2 separate regions of the Rattus norvegicus genome follow, and region 1 is linked to region 2. Evidence: chromatin contacts called from public Hi-C data. All regions are on one chromosome and are shown on one strand. The core of a region is the stretch at or near the end of the contact, and the rest is flanking DNA. Distances in the headings are between cores, read along the strand shown.

Region 1 (5,118 bases), core at 902-3,401, 86 kb before region 2:
TTCATGTTTAGTGACATTTATCATTATGTAGGGCCAGCTGCCTGACTTCTCCTCAGTGCTCTGTTTATGGGGTTTGAACATCTATAAATGGAAACACTAGCTAACCAGAAATTATCGCCAGGGCTTCTGATAGTGTCCCAGGCTCTTACAACATGGAATGCCCGGCATTATCTAACATGCAAGCATGTCAAATCAGTTTCTAGACAGAATCTGGACCTCTCTCTTTCATTCTCTCTCTTCCCACCTCTCTCTCATTCTTTCAACATGGAATTTGAAAAGCATGAACAAGGAAACGCACTAAAGAAGAACGAGAAGTTAGAGGAGAGAGTGACGGTAAGATGCCTGGGATTTTGCAAGCTCAGGTTTAAAATTTAAGTGACAGGGTGAGAGGTAAGCAGTCCTAGATTAGAAAAGCTCTTTCCCTGTCTCAGTTTCCATTTTGGGCTGGTCAATAATCTTGAAGTGAATGAGTTCTCTGGCTTTCTTGAATATGACGTAATAAACTGCTACAGAAATTTCATTCCTGGGAAGCGGGCGACTTCGATCTGAACGATGTGTTCTCCTTCCACTTTCAAAGCTGACGTTCTTTACTCTGAGCCTTTACTGCACTTGGTTTATTGTTTTACTGACTGATACTAGGAACAGTGAGCGTTTGAAGACAACTTCCTGGGGAAATACAAAGGAGATTCCCAAAAGAAAGTTTTATAGAATATTTCCATGTCTCTTGAAGTAAGTTTTATGAACTGAAGTTCACTCATTATAAAAATTTGGAAATTTTTTTTTGCCATAGAAGTTGTAAAAGCAGCACTGCTTTGACACTAAGCAGTTAATTGTAGTTAACCATATCAGTGTTACTTTCTGCAATATGATGTATATTATACTCTCCAATAGAATGTGCTGTGCATGGTTCACATCTTGCGTTTAGGTGGATAACTTGGTTCTCAAATTCACTGTGGTCACAGAGCTAATGTTAGAATTATTTATGCTTCATTTTAACAGCAGCAAGTGCGAATGACTCTAATAAGGGACAACTTTTATGAGTATATCATTCTGGATATCTGAAGATAAGGATTATACACTCCTAACTGATGTTAAAACCTTAAAAAAAAGCATTTTGACTTGAAAATTCTTGAATATCACAATTTCAAGATCTTAAAAACATTTTGGATAAAATATATGATTTTTCTTAAAAGACCCAGATCATCATTATTTTGAGAAACTGTGTAGCATAGACTGACCACAGACTACCTTCCTTTTTGACTTTATTGAAAAACCAAATGTAGGAATAGATCTTTTGAGTCAGAAATATCTGCATGAACGTTCTTGCTGCTCTGCTTCTAAGTCAAAAACTTAGGGATTTTGTTCAGCTTTCTGAACTTCAGTTAATGTGCTTGTAAGACAGGGAACGGTAATAACGAGTTTGAAGGGTTGTGTGAAAATTAAAAGGTGTAATGTGTGGAGGAGTCTCCAGCATTACCTCATTTTCATATTGTCTTGGCTTGATTTAGTTAAAAAGGACATACCCCAAAGACTACACAACACACACACACACACACACACACACACACACACACACACACACCCCAAATGCACTCAGGCACTCACACCCGTACATACATGTATATACTCACAAACAAATTGTAAAAAGAAAAAGTTGAAATTTATTTTAAGGCAGAAAGAAAATCCAGATCCTCCAAGTGTAAACGCTGAGTGTTGTAACACCTTGGTAGAAAATACGTCACTACAGAGCTGCTGTGAACTAGGGTCAGCTCTAACCCGAGTTAGTTTTGCAAATAAACACAGTAGACCTGGGGAAAATGCACAGAGTGAAACGGATCTCTTGTTACTTGACATGATTTGATGCATTAACATCTCACTTTCTGGGAGGTCAGACCTTTTCACACGCCCCACTCTACCTTGAAAACAGTTATAAATCTAAAGTGAGCAAAGAAGTGTTTCCTTGGAGCGAGCTGCTGTCCCACAACTCATGGGCATGGCTCTGTGGCAGAGGCCTAAGGCTAGTCTCTGATTAATTGTCAGCAGACTGGAGGACAATGTGGCAGTGGATGAGAGAGCACAGGAGTCTTCCGTGTGCAGTGTGGGACAGAGGCACATACAAGAGCTAGTGTCTGGGGAAATGGACAGTCTGGCGAGCTTTCAGAGCTGGGGAGGTTGATATACTGATACCAAGAGAAGACTAAGTCATAGTCAGTGCTTACTGCATAGGACAGCTGGGAAATGTGTAACACATTGCAACATTGCAGAAAAACAATCAGGCCAAACATGGTGAACTTCTGCTTGTTCTGTGGATGCGCATCTAAGCATGTTAGTGGTTGGGTCACTCTTCTCTTTGTCAATGTCCACATTTACTTTAGTTATGTTGATAAAAATTATTTAAAAACATTTTCTATGGAGTTCACTTCATTTTGAAAATTATTCACTACACTTACTATAAATAGTAATGTTTCTTATACTTTTTTTTTTTAAAGGGGAGAATAGGTTTGTAAGGGGGAGATCTGTACCTTGCTTAAATTGAAGTTGCATTTCTCTGGATTTTTAATGAACAATGTTATAATATGTATCATGCCAGAAGGCAGCACACACAGTTTCATTTACCATTTTAAGTTATTATCTGCACGAATAAATAAGGAAACCACCTGCCCGCAGCATTTTGAAAGACAGAATTTATTCTGTTAGAAACAGACAAAATGGAAGTGGTGGTCCTAACTCTGTGCCATCCTATGGTGAATGAATTAAATTTCTACCTTTTTGGTATGTGTGTGTGTGTGTGTGTGCGCGCGCGCGAGATGTGGGTGTTTACATGCTTACATGTATGCAGATGCACATGCGCTATGTTTTGTGAATGTGGAAGGCCAAAGTTGATGTTGGATATCTCTCTCAGTGTTTTAGTCTACTTGACAGATTGAGGCAGAATCTGTAGCTGAACCTGGCACTTGCTGATTCCAGTTGGTCTGGCCTGCCAAGCTCACTCCAGAGACCCCCCCCCCCCCCATTGCTGTCTCCTACGGACTGTGATGGGAGGCAGGGACCCACCTATCTGACTTTGATGTGGGTGCTGGAGACTGGAGTTCCACTTGTCATATCAGGATGATAAACATTCTATCCATGGAATTATATTTCCAGTCCCATCGACTTTTAAATGTTGGCTTTTCTCTTCGCCCTGAAGTCGCTGCTGTCTGGCAGCCAACAGTAAAGATTCCCGGGTGCTACTTTCCTTTTCATCTAATTGATAATGTGAAAAATTCTTAAAAAAAAAAGATCTTTCCAAGTTTCTACAGCTGTCAGTGCTAAGTGAAGCCATGCATAACCAGGTGGATATCATAGCAAACTTCCAAACACTGTAGTGAAAAGACAGTTTACGTGCATTTACAACTCCATCGTCAACCCCTGAGAAACCAGCTACGATGCATGCTGACTTCTTAGTCGTGGAACCTGTAAAGGCAGATAACACTAAAGCTAAGGTTTGTGGAAGGCAGTAGGGGTGGGGGAGGGGAGGGGCTATTTGTGTCCTGTTTCAGTGAGGTCATTTCCACCACCACAGATGTTAGGAATTTTTTCTCCTTGTCCTGTATTCTTAGGAACTCTGATTTGTTTGAATGACTTCCTCCAGAAGTGGGTATACCGAGGAACATTCAGAAAACACTACAGAAAGCACTTTTCGACACTTGTACTGATCATGCCTCTGTGGGACACATTGGAGCTATGTAGTGTCTTAAGCTAATGGATGAGTGTGACGTGTCTTAACATGCTGTCAGGGGCGGTTGAGCGTTCTGAAGAACTGTATGCTCTGGAATGTAATTAGGAGACCACATAGTATAATGGTAAGTTAGTCTTTTGATTTTATATGTCAGTTTATATGTGACTTGCATCTACTGGCACAGCAACTTCAAACCAGGTGTCACAAAAATCTAGAGCGTAAGGTAAATTTTGGAGTAGTTTAAAACCAGCTTTTCATTGTTTTAAAATTAAATTTATTTAATATGTGTTAAAAATAAGCAAAAACCAATGCACAATATCCTGCCTCTTGTTCAGAGCAACTCTTATTTACAGTGTATTAGCCAAAAAGGTTAGGCACATTTATAGTAATTGAAATCTTGAAATTAAAAAAAAAACTATTCCTATATTAACCAGTAAAAATATTCATGTACCTTAGGGCATTCTAACATAATGTGGTTTGTGGTAGAAAGCTATTAGCTCCTATTGTGTTATTGTGATGCGTCTCGAGAGACAGTCTGGTTGTCTGGAGTATTGAAGGTTCAGTGACATCATCTAACAATAACAAGGGAGCACGGGCTTTAACTCATATCATATTCAAACTTGTTAGATGCACAGCAAGGCCGCAGGTAATTTTGGAACGTCATGAATACTGTTTAGGAAAAAGGAGCTCTCTGGGGAGGTGAACAAGGCACCTGATGATTAGAATTCTAACAGACTACATGACATAAGAAGATGGAGACTTAAATTTTTCTCTTTATGTTTAATGATTGACTCGCTTTGAATTTAAAAATAACATATATTAGAATATATAAGTTTATATATTACCCCACAGTATTTTTAATCTAGAGAGAAATTCATTTTGATTAGTTTTGAATACAGTGAAAAGAAACAAAGTAAAGTATTAGTCATTGTGAGTAAAATGTAAACTATGAAAGATTATGCCTTTAAAATTGCCATAACCCAGGGAAATATAGCTCCTTAAGTAAAAGTCTTAACTCCATCAATAGAAGGAAAATTAATTTCTTTCTGAAAACAACCTTGTTAGCAAACAGAAAAGTACAGGAATAATGCTTCTGGTTTAATTCCTGATATGATTATCTGGTGACATTGTATTTTGTTGGGTATAATACAGATAGAAACAGTCTTAGAAAAAGCGATTTTCAAATCAATGTGTGTTTCTCAGTGGCTTTTTTGAATAAGGCAGAGAAAATGTAGAAAAGACTCTGTCTTTAAGAAGAGCAGCACACTAAGTATTTTATGAATAATAGGCATAAATTTTAATAGCTTGGGAATATTCTAAGCATGTACAACGTAGACATCCAGTTTCTCATATAAGATTTGTGGTCACAAGTCCATAATTATTCATTAGGATGTCTTACC
Region 2 (5,005 bases), core at 1,818-4,317:
CGTTTGGTGTTTTGACTATTATGTGACAGGAGGTGTTTCTTTTCTGGTCCAATCTATTTGGAGTTCTGTAGGCTTCTTGTATGCCTGTGGGTATCTCTTTTTTTTAGGTTAGGGAAGTTTTCTTCTATGATTTTGTTGAAGATATTTACTGGTCTTTGGTTTGGGAGTCTTCACTCTCTTCTATACCTATTATCCTTAGGTTTGATCTTCTCATTGAGTCCTGGATTTCCTGTATGTTTTGGACCAGTAGCTTTTTCTGCTTTACATTATCTTTGACAGTTGAGTCAATGATTTCTATGGAATCTTCTGCTCCTGAGATTCTCTCTTCCATCTCTTGTATTCTGTTGGTGAAGCTTGTATCTACAGCTCCTTGTCTCTTCTTTTGGTTTTCTATATCCAGGGTTGTTTCCATGTGTTCTTTCTTGATTGCTTCTATTTCCATTTTTAATTCCTTCAACTGTTTGATTGTGTTTTCCTGGAATTCTTTCAGGGATTTTTGCGATTCTTCTCTGTATGCTTCTACTTGTTCTCTAAGGTAGTTCTTCACGTCTTTCTTGAAGTCCTCCAGCATCATGATCAAATATGATTTTGAAACTAGATCTTGCTTTTCTGGTGTGTTTGGATATACCATGTTTTTTTTGGTGGGAGAATTGGGCTCCGATGATGCCATGTAGTCTTGGTTTCTGTTGCTTGGGTTCCTGCGCTTGCCTCTCGCCATCAGATTATCTCTAGTGTTACTTTGTTCTGCTATTTCTGACAGTGGCTAGACTGTCATATAAGCCTGTGTGTCAGGAGTGCTGTAAACCTGTTTTCCTGTTTTCTTTCAGCCAGTTATGGGGACAGAGTGTTCTGCTTTCGGGCGTGTAGTTTTTCCTATCTACAGGTCTTCAGCTGTTCCTGTGGGCCTGTGTCTGGAGTTCACCAGGCAGGTCACTTGCAGCAGAAAGTTGGTCTTACCTGTGGTCCCAAGGCTCAAGTTTGCTCCCGGGGTGCTGCCCATGAGCTCTCTGCGGTGGCAGCAACCAGGAAGATATGCGCCTCCCTTTCCGGGAGCTTCCGTGCACTAGTGTTCCAGATGGCGTTTGGTGTTTTCCTCTGGCGTCCGAGATGTGTGTGCAGAGTGCAGTCTCTTCTGGTTTCCCAGGCGTGTCTGCCTCTCTGAAGGTTTAGCTCTCCCTCCCACGGGATTTGGGTGCAGAGAACTGTTTATCCGGTCTGTTCCTTCAGGTTCCGGCGGTGTCTCAGGTGCAGGGGTCCTGCTGCTCCTGGGCCCTCCCCCACGGGAACCCAGAGGCCTTATACAGTTTCCTCTTGGGCCAGGGATGTGGGCAGGGGTTGGCAGTGTTGGTGGTCTCTTCCGCATGCAGCCTCAGGAGTGCCCACCTGACCAGGCGGTGAGGTCTCTCTCCCACCTAACTTCTTAATGCAGTCTCAGTTGTGAATTTAGATTATAAAATACAGAGGTAAGAGTTTCTGCTTTCCCCCCTTTGTCCTTCCCTAAACCAAGTTCTCTCCCTCCCTCCATTCCTCACCTTCCTTCTCCTTTTCCTATCTTGGTAGGGGGTACCTGGAATTCCAAATATTCTTCTATCCTTCAGGCGAAGCTTAGGGCTCGACTTGAAAGTTTCATCATCTATTTTGCTATGGCTGCTTCCCCTTAAGAATAAGCATTCTGCACAGTACTGAGAAGAGCATCGGTTGTGTTGATTGTGGGACAGAGCAGCATTGGCTGTTGGTTTAATACATGGTACAGAATGTTCCTGCAGCTTTTATGGGAGGCTTTGCTCTGCCGTCAGGGTCATATTACCTAGCTGGAAGGGAAAAGAGATGGGCAGAGGAAGATTTATCTAATCCCCTGTGAATGCATCCCAGAGTGATTTGATTGTTCTCAGTGTCTTTGAGCAGGGTGGGTGGATGGGACATGGGCATGTAGGAATAGCTGAGAATCTCTTTATATTTGTGTAAGTAAGGAGAGAAAAAAGTATTCTTGCAATTTTAGGCTTTTTTTCCCCTCTTTGAGTTCTTCAGAGAATAAGAGAGATCAGTATATTTTTAGAGATTCTTAGCTTGTTCCCCGAGCGTGGCTGCTTTAACTGTGTGCGGTAGAACCTGCTTATTGTAAAGGCCTTTGTAATCTCAGCATCAGGGAGACATTAGAATAGTGAACAAAGGCTCCATATATGCATCTACTGTGAATTTCTGTAAATTTTTCTATGCCTCATTTATTTTCTGTCTAAAAGCTAAGTATGTCAAGACTTGAAGGCTCCTTGAGAGGAGTCTTCAAAGACGTAACTTTGAATGACTTCACATTTGTCACAAGTACATGGTTCTTAAAAGGCCCAATAACTTAGATGTGATTTCAAATGAATGGACTCTGGGCTTCAGACAGTTTCTCATTAGAAACCAGACTCCTGTTTGTTTCCAGCAAATCACGGCTCCAAATGAGGGCCCCTTAAACAAACTACTGAGGCTGAGATCCAGATGAGTGACAGTCATGTCTCAGCCTTCCTCATGACAGCAGCACAGTGTCACCTGTGAGAGGAGTACCCTGAGAAACACTGCACCGTAGTGATTAATGTCACAAGGATACGAAGTCCAAAAGACCTGGACTGTGCCAAGCCTATAATTGGCCTCGTGTACAACCTTGGTGAAGGTGAATTTATTATTGTCCAGCATTAGAATTCACCCCTTTAAAATGTGGATAATGCCAGCGTTTAGTTTATGGTTTCTATAAAGTCAGAATGAGAAGGTACTTGGAAACATTTTGCATACAGTAAGCAGTAGGTGCACGTTGGCTTGAATTTCATGTTCATTATTTCACTCCGATCATCATCGCTATTTCTGGCGAAGTCAGAATTCAGCGGGGTGGGGGTGGGGACATTTGGAAATGGCAGGTTTCTCATTTATAGCTAGGATACAGGTAAACAAAAGCAATCCCCGAGATTAAGCAGGGAGAGCCAGCAGGGCGAGCCTGATCAGTTTGGAAAGCACAGCTGCAGTATACTGTGAGAAGCCTTCAGCCTGCCAAGTGCTGATCCTTTTCCTTTGAAAAGGTCATTGTGTAAGGAGCTGCCTACTAGCACTTACCCTCACACAAGCAGCTATTCATGTCCATCTTCGTATCTATGCTTCCAGTGTGCTAGCTTCTGCTCAAAGCCTTCCGTTTGCTCCCTCCCCCTCCAAGAGGCACTGTGTAAGTGAATCCAGCTTCACCTTGCCTTATGTAGATGTCTGGAAGTCCATGGCTCCCGTTCTTCTTTTGGAATTCTAAAGAAGATATTTTTTTAGGCTGCATTCCAGGCCCATCTCTCTGAGATGTCTCACCGCATCAGGTTCCACAGCTCAGCTTCCCCATCCTGAGTCCCCAAGCTGAGCTACTGAAGGTGTCCTGGAGACACACTATGGTTTTCAGCCTCCATTCTCCCATATGATTGCTTGTTAACTACTTTTATTACTTGGTTATACAATATAATTTTATCTCAAGGCTATAAACACTCCTTGTGTCTTGTCCACACCATTTATATCCCCACACCCTGTATGCGAATACCAGACTTACGTTCAACTCCTGATTCAGCCCTTTCTCTTGGATATATGAAAGGTCTCGCTAACCCAACACATCCAAAACTGAACTCTAATGTGTTCTTCCCTTAACTCACTTATTACGAGTGTGTGTGGAAAATTTTATTTTACTTTTGTCTTAGTAACCTTTTGTATTGGTGGGAGAAAACATTTGACAAAGGAAGTTGTGGAAGGCGGACTTTCTTTTAGCCCATTGTGTGAGGCTACAATCCATCATGGTGGGGAAGGCATGGCAGCAGTGAGGTGGGTGATCGCGCTGCATCTGTGGTCAGGACTCAGGGAGAGGTGGGTGCTGATGCTCAGGCCCCTCCTCATTTTTATTCGGTTCAGGACCCTAACCCGTAGGCTGGTAGCACTGTCCACATTTTGGGTCTTTCATTCTACATCAATTAATTTCATGTAGAAGGTCCTCGCCATGACCCATGACTGTTTCCCAAGATGTAGCACCATGGCTGTAGCTGGGCTAGTGCTCAGTCAATATTTGTTTAAGACACTGCAAGCAATGAGTGCAACTGAGGAGAGGGGGTCTGGTTTGCAGAAGGTCCTGACTAACGTGCCCAACCTCAAAGCAGCCTTTATATGAACTTTATTGCTTCTGAATCTGTGAGGGAAGATGATGAAGTTAAAGGATTACCCCAAGTGTTTAAACTGCAGAGGAGGTAAAATTTCTGAATATTTACTGCGGCTTGACTTCGGTTTAGAATATCTATTGATGAATTCGTTCTGATGACTCGGAGACTCAGAGGAGGTGGGTGCTTTCGTAGAAGGAAGTTGTTCAACAAATAGAAATGCCATTTGGTAAAAAGGAAATATGTGAGGAAAAGATGAAGACAAAGATGGTAAAATAATGGCTCTAGATCTCTGATGACCGCTTTTTTTTCCTTTTTTTCTTTATTAACTCAAGTATTTCTTTCTTTTTTTTTTTTTGGTTCTTTTTTTTTTTTTTTTTTTCCGGAGCTGGGGACCAAACCCAGGGCCTTGCGCTTCCTAGGCAAGCGCTCTACCACTGAGCTAAATCCCCAACCCCAACTCAAGTATTTCTTATTTACATCTGGACCTGGGCTCTTTTTGCTTAGGAGACTTTTTTTTTTATTAACTTGAGTATTTCTTATATACATTTCGAGTGTTATTCCCTTTCCCGGTTTCTAGGCCAACATCCCCCTAATCCCTCCCGCTCCCCTTCTATATGGGTGTTCCCCTCCCCATCCTTCCCCCATTGCTGCCCTCCCCCCAACAATCTCGTTCACTGGGGGTTCAGTCTTAGCAGGACCCAGGGCTTCCCTTTCCACTGGTGCTCTTACTAGGATATTCATTGCTACCTATGAGGTCAGAGTCCAGGGTCAGTCCATGTATATAGTCTTTAGGTAGTGGCTTAGTCCCTGGAAGCTCTGGTTGCTTGGCATTGTTGTACATATGGGGTCTCGAG

What was found. Hi-C and Micro-C count contacts between places; a contact is called where the count stands out from the background.
Region 1: a contact with region 2 is called in a Hi-C map of psoas muscle, with 5 times the contacts expected there. The contact joins two enhancer-like sites. A contact is called at or near these places in 2 of 12 Hi-C or Micro-C datasets (frontal cortex and psoas muscle).

Annotation. Positions count from the first base shown.
Region 1 is chr8:87,077,179-87,082,296 of GRCr8, reverse strand. It overlaps a transcript of Mlip not described here. Among named protein-coding and RNA genes, the nearest start is that of Mlip, 110 kb to the right of the region's middle. Within about 2 kb of position 2,151, at least 3 of the 93 cell types and tissues checked have an H3K27ac peak or open chromatin away from gene starts, as enhancers often do.
Region 2 is chr8:86,991,918-86,996,922 of GRCr8, reverse strand. It overlaps a transcript of Mlip not described here. Among named protein-coding and RNA genes, the nearest start is that of Mlip, 23 kb to the right of the region's middle. Within about 2 kb of position 3,067, at least 43 of the 93 cell types and tissues checked have an H3K27ac peak or open chromatin away from gene starts, as enhancers often do.